2 separate regions of the Macaca mulatta genome follow, and region 2 is linked to region 1. A link is a contact called in public Hi-C data. All regions are on one chromosome and are shown on one strand. Each heading gives the region's core, a stretch centred on a gene start, on an enhancer-like site or on the middle of the called end of the contact. The rest is flanking DNA. Distances are from core to core; before and after follow the strand shown.

The links. Hi-C and Micro-C count contacts between places; a contact is called where the count stands out from the background.
Region 2: a Hi-C map of blood shows a contact between it and region 1, with 4 times the contacts expected there. The contact joins the enhancer-like site here to the promoter of SLCO3A1 in region 1. A contact is called at or near these places in 7 of 14 Hi-C or Micro-C datasets (CD4 T cells, blood, fetal cortex germinal zone and 3 more).

The regions. Positions count from the first base shown.
Region 1 is chr7:81,969,173-81,974,270 of T2T-MMU8v2.0, forward strand. SLCO3A1 (solute carrier organic anion transporter family member 3A1) reads left to right here and starts at 1,577. Exons shown (of 11, transcript NM_001261477.1): 1 at 1,577-1,763. The coding sequence starts at 1,584. It also overlaps the pseudogene LOC100427722.
Region 2 is chr7:82,188,079-82,193,346 of T2T-MMU8v2.0, forward strand. All of the region lies in intron 2 of SLCO3A1 (solute carrier organic anion transporter family member 3A1), which reads left to right. Among named protein-coding and RNA genes, the nearest start is that of SLCO3A1, 220 kb to the left of the region's middle. Within about 2 kb of position 3,388, at least 14 of the 40 cell types and tissues checked have an H3K27ac peak or open chromatin away from gene starts, as enhancers often do. A contact at or near this core is called in blood, where this site is marked.

The DNA of each region.
Region 1 (5,098 bases), core at 327-2,826:
AACACCTCCACCATTACACCCTCTATTCCCATTCAAGTTCTTCGGGAGAAAAGGAAAAATATGGTAGGGTTCATTGCTATTCAGTTTTGAAGTTGAGCCTGCATTTAGACACAGGAGCCTGGGAGAGTGGGTCATTTTCTTTGACACAATTATTAAGGAAAACATTTTAAATGATTCCTTGAGTCCCCCAGTGGCCCAGGTGGAAGGTGCTGTTTCCTGGTACCTGTCCAGTCCTCTGAGCTTTTCTCTCAGCTTCCAAACGCTGCAGTTGACAACTAGCAGATCCTATTGGTAGTGCCCTGTGGCCCACACTCCTTGGTAACGGTGAGAGTGGGGAGTAATTAGGAGCGGCTGCCATGGGTCAGGCATTCAGGTCAAGGCCGAGGATGGTGGCCAGGGCCACAGAGCCAGGGGAGGGTGGGGACCCAGCAGGCCTGTGGCTGGCCGCTTTCTGCGCGCTCGAGCCACTGGGCCCTGGGCGGATGGAGGGCCGGACAAGGCCCTCTGCTGGGGCCGCGGCGATCTTGCAGCGCCTGGACACTGAGGCTGGGGCACCAACAGTCCGTGGGGCTCCCGACGTATTCCTCTAACTTCCCCTTTCTCTCTTTTCGGTCTGGGGCCTTTTCAACACCCTCTGTGGTCGGGGAGAGCTGGCGCAGAAACCGGCAGGCGGCAGAAGCCTCAAGCAGCTCTGACCTCTGGCACCTCCCCAAGGCCCAGAGCATAACATCTGTCCCCAGAAATCCCCAGGCGGAGAAGAGCGCGCGCCAAACCCTTCCTGGGTAGTCAGTATTCTCCATTCCTGGGAAGAGCCTGCCCTCTGAGGCTTGGGCACCGGGGTTCCCAAGCGCCGGGTCCGAGCCCCGCGGGGGCGCCTCCGAACCCCATCTCCGCGCCCGGCGCAGAGCCGCCAGTCTCCGCCGCGGGGCCCCATGACCCGCAGCGCCACCTAGGGGCCGGGCGCCGCCTCCCTCCCTCAGGGGCACCCCCCGTACTCCGCAAGGACTCCCGGTCTCCCCAGTTCTCCCGGCAGCCGGACCCTCCCCGCCTCGGCCGCCGGGCCGCCCTCCGCGTCCCAAGCCCGCCTCCCGTCCCTCCCCGGGGGCGCACCGGCAGCGGGGAGCGGCGCGGCGAGGGCGCGCAGCGGCGGCCCAGGCCCAGGCCTCCGGGCTGGGGCTGGGGCTGGGGCTGGGGTTGAGGGGGTGAGAGCAGGCGCGGCCGGCGGGCGAGGGGAAGCGGACGATGGCAGCGGCGGGCGGTCGCGGGAGGCGAGGCGGCGGCGGCGGGCGGCGCGAGGAGCCCCTGTGATTGGCACAGCCGGAGCCGGAGGAGGAGGCGAGGGGAGGGCGGAGGCGGGGGAGGAGGAGGAGGAAGGGGCGAGCGCGGCGGCGGCGGCGGCGGTGAGGAGCTGTGCTTTCCACCTCTCCAGCCCCGGCAGGACGGGGGCAGCAGCCGCGAGCCCGGGGCGGGGACAGCACGCAGCCTCGAGGCGCGCACCCCCACCCGGCAGCGGCCCCGACACCCGGGGCGAGCGGGAAAGCGGCAGCGGCGGCGGCGGCGGCGGCGGCGGCGGCGGGGGAAGGATGCAGGGGAAGAAGCCGGGCGGCTCGTCGGGCGGCGGCCGGAGCGGCGAGCTGCAGGGGGACGAGGCGCAGAGGAACAAGAAAAAGAAAAAGAAGGTGTCCTGCTTTTCCAACATCAAGATATTCCTGGTGTCCGAGTGCGCCCTGATGCTGGCGCAGGGCACGGTGGGCGCCTACCTGGTGAGTCCCTGAGCCAACTCCGCCGTGGGCCCCTTCCCCAGCCCGGCTCCCGAACGGCCGCCTGGCACGAGGAGGGGGCCGCCCGGCGCTGGGGGCAGGCGGGCATGACCTCGGTCCGGCGTGGAGGTTGGCGAGTGGTGCAGAGGCGGCCGCCGGGGGAGCTGCCGGCCGGGGCTGCCAGCGAGCGGGTAGCGGGCGGGACCGTTGATGCCGGTAGCAGCTCGCGCGCGCCCTGCTGGGGCTGGGGGTGCTGGAGGACGAGAGGCGGCGGGCAGGTGGGCGTAAAACTATTCCTCTCACCCGCTTAAGAGCCGAGCGAGACGGTGACTTCAGGGCTCTCCTTGGAGAGGAAAGCAATCGGGGTTTGCAGGTGACCCGCACATGGGAAGAAAAACCAGTTAGCATCCTGCGTCCTCTACTCTCCATTGCATCCTCCTCGAGAACAAATCTATTATGCATCATTTTCTCCGGGCGCTTTCTACATCCGCCAATTACAGGGGGATATAACAGCTTAGAGTAAAATGCTCCCTAGTGTGGCCCTGACCTGAGTCGGGGCTGCAGGGGGATTATTCCCACTCGGCATCCCTATAGCCCTCTTTCAGCGTCTGCGATAAAGTTACGGTACCTAGAGAGCAGCTGCGAGTTTGTGTAGTTCCTGCTATCCACTCTTAGTGCTAAATTCCCCATCGTGGTCTGTCGCCCACAGAAGGTTGCACCATTTTGCACAATGAATATGTATTTTATTTGCCTCCAGAAAGGGGATGTTAATGCTCAGAGGGCCCATGGGTGCATAACATTTCAGAGGAAACAGCTTGTAATGACTCAGCACTGTCAGGTACTTACTTTGTCGCTTTTGCCTCCCCTCCTCAGGTGGTCCCAACTTGAGTTCCAGAGAGCGTGCTTCCACACCTGAGTACAGTCCTGTCTAAACGGGAAAAAATTTTTTAGAGTTTATAGTGTTAAATCATTACTTGGCTATTGACCCGCAACTGGAATCAAATGTCATAGACTTTGAGTATTCCTGAGCAAGTTTGATGGAGATAGAATTGGACAAGATTTTGGCCATTGAATAACCACATCTAGAGATAGAACCACGCGTATCCTGATGCTATGATTAATCCCTCATTCCTGGCCTTGGGGTAAAGTTAATGAGGGCCAGACGCTGGGGGTTCTATACCATTCATAAACTATCTCTTAAGGCTCAGGGCTCACTGTTAAGGGGAAATACAAACAGTGCTTGGTCTCCGGTGTTAAGTAAGTTAGGTGGTTGTGAGAGAGAAGGTCTTCAAACTCAGCTCTGTTCCTGGGGTGACAATTTTAGGGCTTTTGAAAATCAAATACATTTCTGTTGCTCCTTCTGAGACGAAAAGCGTTTACGTCCCGGTCTCTGTCTTGTGCATTTGTAACTTGTAGACTGCAAGTGAACCCTGTAGTCAAAAGCACACCTTGTTTTCTGTTCTATAAAATAACACTTATTGTGCCTATAGTTATAATATGCAGTTGCAGACAGTACATATTGGCCCTTGGAATTTGAGGGATAGGGGATAATTGTGTTTTGGGAGTCAGTTTATCAGCCTTTCCTTAGGGGGAATTTGACTGTTAAAATATTTAAGTACATGTATTACAGAGATGCAAATACACATTAATAAAATATATGTGGGTCTGTACTGTGACATATGCAAAGTACATAATACCTAACCGGGTCTATGTTTAAAAGGAGGTAATTAGTATATCAACAGCTGCCTCCAGTTTAACGGTTTGTTTGCCTCAAACCAGTTTTGATCAGTAGAGTGCATTATTCATGTGTGGCAAACACCAACAGAACTTTTCACCCCAGGAATGATAAAAAGACGGGCTTACTATTTTTCGGTTGCAATGATCTAAGGATTTGACAAAGAAATGAAGCCGGTCTGCAACTAGATGAATGACCTAGCTCCTTTAGAAAGTTAAGAAGCCGAGTACTCCTGGAGTGGTGGACTTCTGAAGGCAGGGCTGGCCCCAGGAGATAGGAGGTTGACTTTAATCCCAGAACAGGGGAATGACAGGCAGAGGAGGAATTTGGTCCACCTGGTGGTGGCATCCTGGCACTTCTAGCCTTAGCTGATGGAAAGCCTGGTTGGGTGGGGTAGGGTAACAGGAGTCAACAGGTGACGCAGAAAGCAGCTGGAGGCCCAGGAGAGGACAGGCCTAGGAAATTGAATTCATTTTGATTACTAGGAGTGGAGGCATAAGGCTCTAAGGGCTCTGCTTTGCCCGGCTGCCCTCGTCTTTGCCTTGCCATCGGAGCCTCATGAAAATAAATAGTTGGCTTGTCAGGGTTGACTGACTCAGCTTGCTGTGGGCTTTGCTCTTCTGGGCCACTTCAGAGTTTTCTCTTCATCTGTTATTTGGGAGATGGGGAAAAAAAGTTTGCTTCTTCAGCCATGCGAGACTTCTCTGTGGATAATTGGAGAATGAAATATTGCAGGCTGTTTGCAGGAAAGGCAGATTTCTTCCTTTTAATTCATCATGGCTTTCTTAGGAAACCTGAGACCCTGTAGGGGACCACAGGGCAGGGTCCACGTGCTAAGTGTGCGTTATGTGTGATCTTTACATTGGCAATCAGCCTGCCCCTCTAATGAGGCATTTCCAGATACCTGAGGAAGGGCTTGCCTTGGGACAGTGCCAGCAATGCTCCCTTTCACAGAGAGGAGAGTGATAACAAATTCTATGCCAACGACATTATTTCCTATTAGATTCCCAGAGTCCACCTTCTTATTTCATCTCCCAAGGTGCCTTAAAATTTTGCAGTTTCATTTGCTTATTTTTTCTGAAAAGACAAATTTCCCAGTGTCCTGAATGACACTAGTGTAGGCTTCCCAACTGCAGAACTGAGCAGAAGGTTGCCTGTGATTTAAGAAGCAACTTTGAGAGGGAGGACTCGTGTGTGTGTGTGTTTGTGTGTCTGTGTGTGTGTGTGAGAGAGAAAATGTGTGTGTGTATGTGTGTGTGTGTGTGTGTGTGTGTATGTATGCATGTGTTAGTTTTCCACCAAGAACCTGCCCAGGGAGGAAACTCAAGAGAAAACTGTATTGTATGTAAGAAGGCCATCAATTGTTGACTAGACTGGGGACCTGCAACTTTTGCCTTGGTGTCAGGGAGTACAGAAAGACACTGATCCTGAAAGCTAGACTCAGTGATCTAGATAAAGGAACCCAGGTACAACCTGGGCCAACTGTGGATTCTGAAATCTATTACAGTTACAAACGTCTTCACTGGAAACCATGCTTCAGATAAGCCAATAGTCACAGGGATGTTCCATCATAGTCACCTAAACCTCCTAACTGGCTATGAAA
Region 2 (5,268 bases), core at 2,138-4,637, 220 kb after region 1:
CTCAAAAATTGGAGAAAATTGTTGTCCTGTTTCTGGCATTTTCACAAAGTGAATGACAATATGTATCCATAGGGTCTGGGATGTCACAAGTGCTCAGTAAACAGCCACAATTTCAGTTATTATTGTTAAACAAAACAGCTTCTGAGAAATGCAAAACCTGAACACTCTTGAACAAGACACATCTGGTTCCTTGCAAGAAATGGGAATGTGTCTTACTGGTGAGTTCAAGTCCATATTCTTCTATTTACTCTGTTTGTGTGGATCTGGACAGGTTGCTTACAGAAGCCTCTCTGAGCCTCAGTTTCCTTATCCATGAAGTGGACCCAAGAATAGTGCCTGTCTTGTAGAATTAGGCTGAGGAGCAAATGAGACACTACAAGGACTGTGCTCAGCCAGGGCCCAGTGCCTGCCGAGTGCCCTGTCAAGGTTGGCCGTTGTCATCAGTGTCACCATCACTGCTGCCCTCTCTATGGCGGGCAGTGGTGAGGACTTGTGGCTATGTTTTCAAAGGGACCTTCTGTCCCAGTTCCCTTGGGTACCATCTCTCAATATTGCAGCTTCTCTGTGCATAGGAAACTCCCTAACTCAAGCCTTAAAGGACAGGCCTATGGAGGAGCATAATGAGAACTCATATGCAGTCCTAGGGTATCTCTGGGAGTCTTCTGGGAGTTTCCTTCTTCACACCTTGTATGTAAATATTAGGAGAGAAGGATGAGGGAGTCAGCTAGAGCTTAAATAGGAGAAATGTTGAGGACCAGTCCCACTGGTGGCAACCAGGAAGTATGTTTTTGCAGACCATCATGCCCAGTGCTGTGTTGCCACAAACACCCCCTGCTCCCGCAGGCCAAGGGACAGGAACCCAGAGCCCTGCACACCATGCAGGGGTAGGAAGATGTTTGCTCCAGCTTTGCCTTAAGGAGAGAGATGGATTCCTAGTGATGCCCCAGTGAGGCCAAGTTCTATCCCCTCCTCCCTCTGCTTCCCGTGTGGTTTCTTCAGCCTGGGCTGCCTTGCCCTCACCTCAGCCCTCATGTAGGTCATGTGGCCTACATCCCCGAGGGAGAAGTGAGACTATTCTTACAGCATAGGAAAGTTGACTAAGGGAATGATATTAAGAGACTGAACTGGAATCTTTTTTCTTTGGCTTCTCTTCTTTTCCTCCTAACACAAATGCACTGGACTTCTCGAACACATTCACAATCAGAAGTACACGTATGATGTGGTAAAGCCATTAACCTGGTGTCAAGTGTTATCAATTGGGTCATTAAATAAGACTCCTTAAGCATCGTCTAACTGCAAGCAGATGGTGCTGCACCTTTCAGAACTGGATGTCTAGAGCCAGAAGCATCCGTGCAGACTACTATTTGTGGTTTCCCTTGTAGCCTGCTTGGAAGGAATCACACCTGTGTGAGTCCTTTTGGGCTCCTATAACAGAATACCATAAACTGGGCAGCATATAAACAACAGAAATGTATTTATCATGGTTCTGCAGGCTGGGACGTCCATGATCAAGACACTTGCAGATCCAGTGCCTGGTGAGGATCAGCTTCCTGATTCATAGATGGCCATCTTCTTACTGTGTCCTCATCTGCAGAAAGGGGTGAGGCAGCTCCCTGTGGCCTCTTTATAAGGGCACTCACCCTGTTCATGAGGGTTTCACCCTCATGACCTGATCACCTCCCAAGGACCCCATCTCTTGATACCGTCACCCTGGGGGTTAGAATTTCAACATGAATTTGGCAAGTAAGAGTGCACAAACATTCAGACCATAGCAGTACTTGGCCAGGCTACCTCCTAATAATATGCCAAGCGAAATCAGATGGTGCAGGCGTGATAGAGCGGCACGAAGCTATTTGTGTCTTTCATAATTAGCATGTTTTGAAGGAAAACTTAGCCGTGATAGAGTTAGAAATTAGACTTTTCTGCTCAGCAAATTAGCTCTCAGATTGCATACCACATGAGTCCATTCCCCCACCCCCACCTTACTCCCACTTTCAAAGATGAATCAGATGGTTTACTCTGTTCTACTTTCCTCTTCAGAAAAGGGAAGCAGAATCCAAACCTAATTAAGACGGCGTTTCAGCTCTATAACTAAATTCATTCATAGCCCAACTGCACTGGGATACATGAGCTTCCTCTGGCCACCTCATATGGCAAACCTGGTTCAAATAGTTATCATTCATCATTTAGTCCCGAGTTTAAGTTTCTAGAAAAATTTTTAAAAATTAACTCTGCTCTTCTCGTGTTTGCTGGGGCCACAATGCTTCAGTCACTTTGATCAAGACAGCACGGAGGCCTCATACTAAAGCAAGCCTCTGAACATGCTCCTTATTAATTAACAGCTGCAGGCATTGGAATATTCTGTCCGAATGGTGTTAACAGCCTCATCCCTTTGGTGGTCAGAACTAGAAAGCAGAAAGATCCCAAGTGAAGCTCCTCTTTTGAGCTACCTGCTAGCTCCCACCCCTCCTGCAGGCTTTGGACTTACCTGCCCTGTCACTCACAGCTGTGTGACCCTAGACATTCAGAACCTCTCTGTGCCTCGTTCGCCCCATCTGTAACACGCTGGGTCACACAACTCTTTCACAGGGTGATTCCTAGAGATTCATGAATATTTGGAGATTCCTACTCTGTGCCAGGCACTGTGCTGGGCAGTAAGTAGGGAGACAAAGAGAAATAAATCTATGCTCCAAATCAGTGCTTCTCAATCAGGGGCTTTGCTCCCCCCAGGGGACATTTGCCAATAGCTGGAGATATTTTTGGTTGTCATGATGGGGGATAGAGGGTGCTACCAGGATCTGACAGGCAGGTGCCTGGGATGCTGCTGAACATCCTACAATGTCCAGAATAGCCCCATGCCTGGAATTACTCACTTTGTCATGTCAGTAGTGCTGAGGTTGAGGAACCCTGATCTAATAGACCAATCCAGATAGATACGCAGATAATTTCAGTGCAGTGTGGTAGGAGTTACGAGAATTAAATAAAATATTTCATGTACAGGGGCCAAGACTTGGTAGTTCTCAGTGAAAGGTCATGCCCTGCAGTCCTTCATTCAGTGACCTGTGTCTTCAAGGACTCATGTTGGTAGTAGATAGCCAGAGAAAGAAGACAGTCTTTGCGTTCACTACACAAGGGAGGTGCTACTCCAGGTGCCCTACATCTGGCTTGCGTGATCCAGTCCTGACTCTAGGTTCCAGCTCTGTGAAAATCCCTGCCCATCTACAGGTTACCAGGACCTTGGGGGCAGAGGGATCCCAGAATGAGAGCTGGAACTGCTGGAGGAGGAGGCAGCCTTCAGCAATGAGTATTCCTTTGCACTCACCCTTCCCTCTCATCTGAACACTCCCATCCCTCACTCGAGCTCTGCTGGCGAAAATGATGAATGAGTCACCAAGTGAATCACTGGGGAAAGCCCTCCCCAGGAGCTGTGGCTGAGAACCCACCCAGGCAACATAACTTCCTGGTTCCTTTCTTGCCTCTGCCCACAAAAGATTAAAAATAAAATGGGAAATAGTTAAGATGACTTGCTGCAGTAACTTTTATACTTTTATAATAAGAAAGTGAAAATGTTTAAAGAAGCCAAACTAGTAGGCTACCCGAATTAGGTCGAGCACGATGAAGACTCTCTTCTGTTGCGTTGGCATCAGGCTCATTCAGAACCGACTGCTTCAAGCAAGTCATTTTCCCAAAGAGGCAGAGGCAGGGTGGAAAGAAAACGTGAGCCTAAATAGAAATATCCAGGGCCTTAAGAAATCACTCACCCTCTCTGAGCATCTCGAAGTTTCCTGGCTTTCAAAATGGATTTGATGGCACCTCGTACCATTGTTTGGAGGGTAAAGGAGTTCAGGCATGTGAAGGGACTTCGAAAGTTAAAAGGAGTTCAGGCGTGTGAAGGGACTTTGAAAGTTAAACAGCCTTGTACAATTATTGCTAAATGTTGGGGATAGGATAATAGTATTGTAGCTTTGTTTTCATCTTTCAAAAACACGTCTTGAAATAGTTATGGAGGGTCGGGTGCGGTGGCTCATGCCTGTAATCCCAGCACTTTGGGAAGCCGAGGTGGGCAGATCACCTGAGGTTAGGAGCTCAAGACCAGCCTGGCCAACATGGAGAAACCCCATCTCTACTAATGATACAAAAATTAGCCAGGCGGGGGATGGTGCATGACTGTAATCCAAGCTACTCAGGAGGCTGAGGCAGGAGAATTGCTTGAACCCCAGGAGGTGGAAGTTGCAGTGAGCCAAGATCAGGCCACTACACTCCAATCTGGGTGACAGAGCAAGACTCTGTCTCAAAAAAAAAAACACAAAGGTTATGGAGGAAATGATGTTCGGGATTTGCTTTGACATAAGGGTGGAGGAGTGGGAGGGGGCAGAGATGGAACCTTGACCATGAGTTGATGATGGTTGTGACTAGTGAGAGGTATTTGTGCCTTCGTTCTTCTAGTCTATTCTCTCTACTTTTATATTTGAAATTTCCACCATTTAAAAACATCTGTTAGATATTTTAGGTATACTGAACTATATACTTAAAAATGGTTAAGATAGTAAATTTTATGTTACAGACATTTTATCACAATTAAATATATATATACACATCCATCTTTTAAAGTCAGTAATTGAGATCAGCAATATGTATGAGGCACAAGGAACACAGAAAAGCAATCATGTGAGAGGGAAAAAGAGAAAACCTTTTGCTCCCTTTTCTGGGAATTTGTTAAGTACAACCATTGAAAGAAGCAGGACTCTTCCTGGCTGGAGGACTAGAGAGTGAGCAGGGAGCTTTGGCCAGGACATTGGAAATGCCGTCCTGGGACCAGGTGACCTGAGATGGTTGAGGAGCAGTCAGGTGCTACACACATGCCAGGCCTGTGCCTGCCCGGGAGCATGAGAATGAAGACAGGTTGCCCAAGCCTGGAGAGGCCCACTGTCCGCAGGGCAGGCATTCAGAGAGCACACCAGCACACCATCCTCGCGTTTGGCTACGAGAAAGGCAGATGAAGATACAGGACAGTGTGGAGGGCTCTGCGTGCTGGGCTGTTGTTTGGACTTAGATGAAATGGGAGCTATAATCACTTCCCTTTTTGCCTTTTAAAAAATATATGTAAGGGGAAAAAAATACATGTCAAAAATGGAGTCATTTGAAGCTAAGTGTCACCCATCTTGGAATAATTGTCCTCCAGCACTAAATTTTACAAAGTGATTGGTGGCACAGAGCACTCTTACTGATGGACAACACTGGCCTGGCAATGTAGGAGGGAATGCAGAC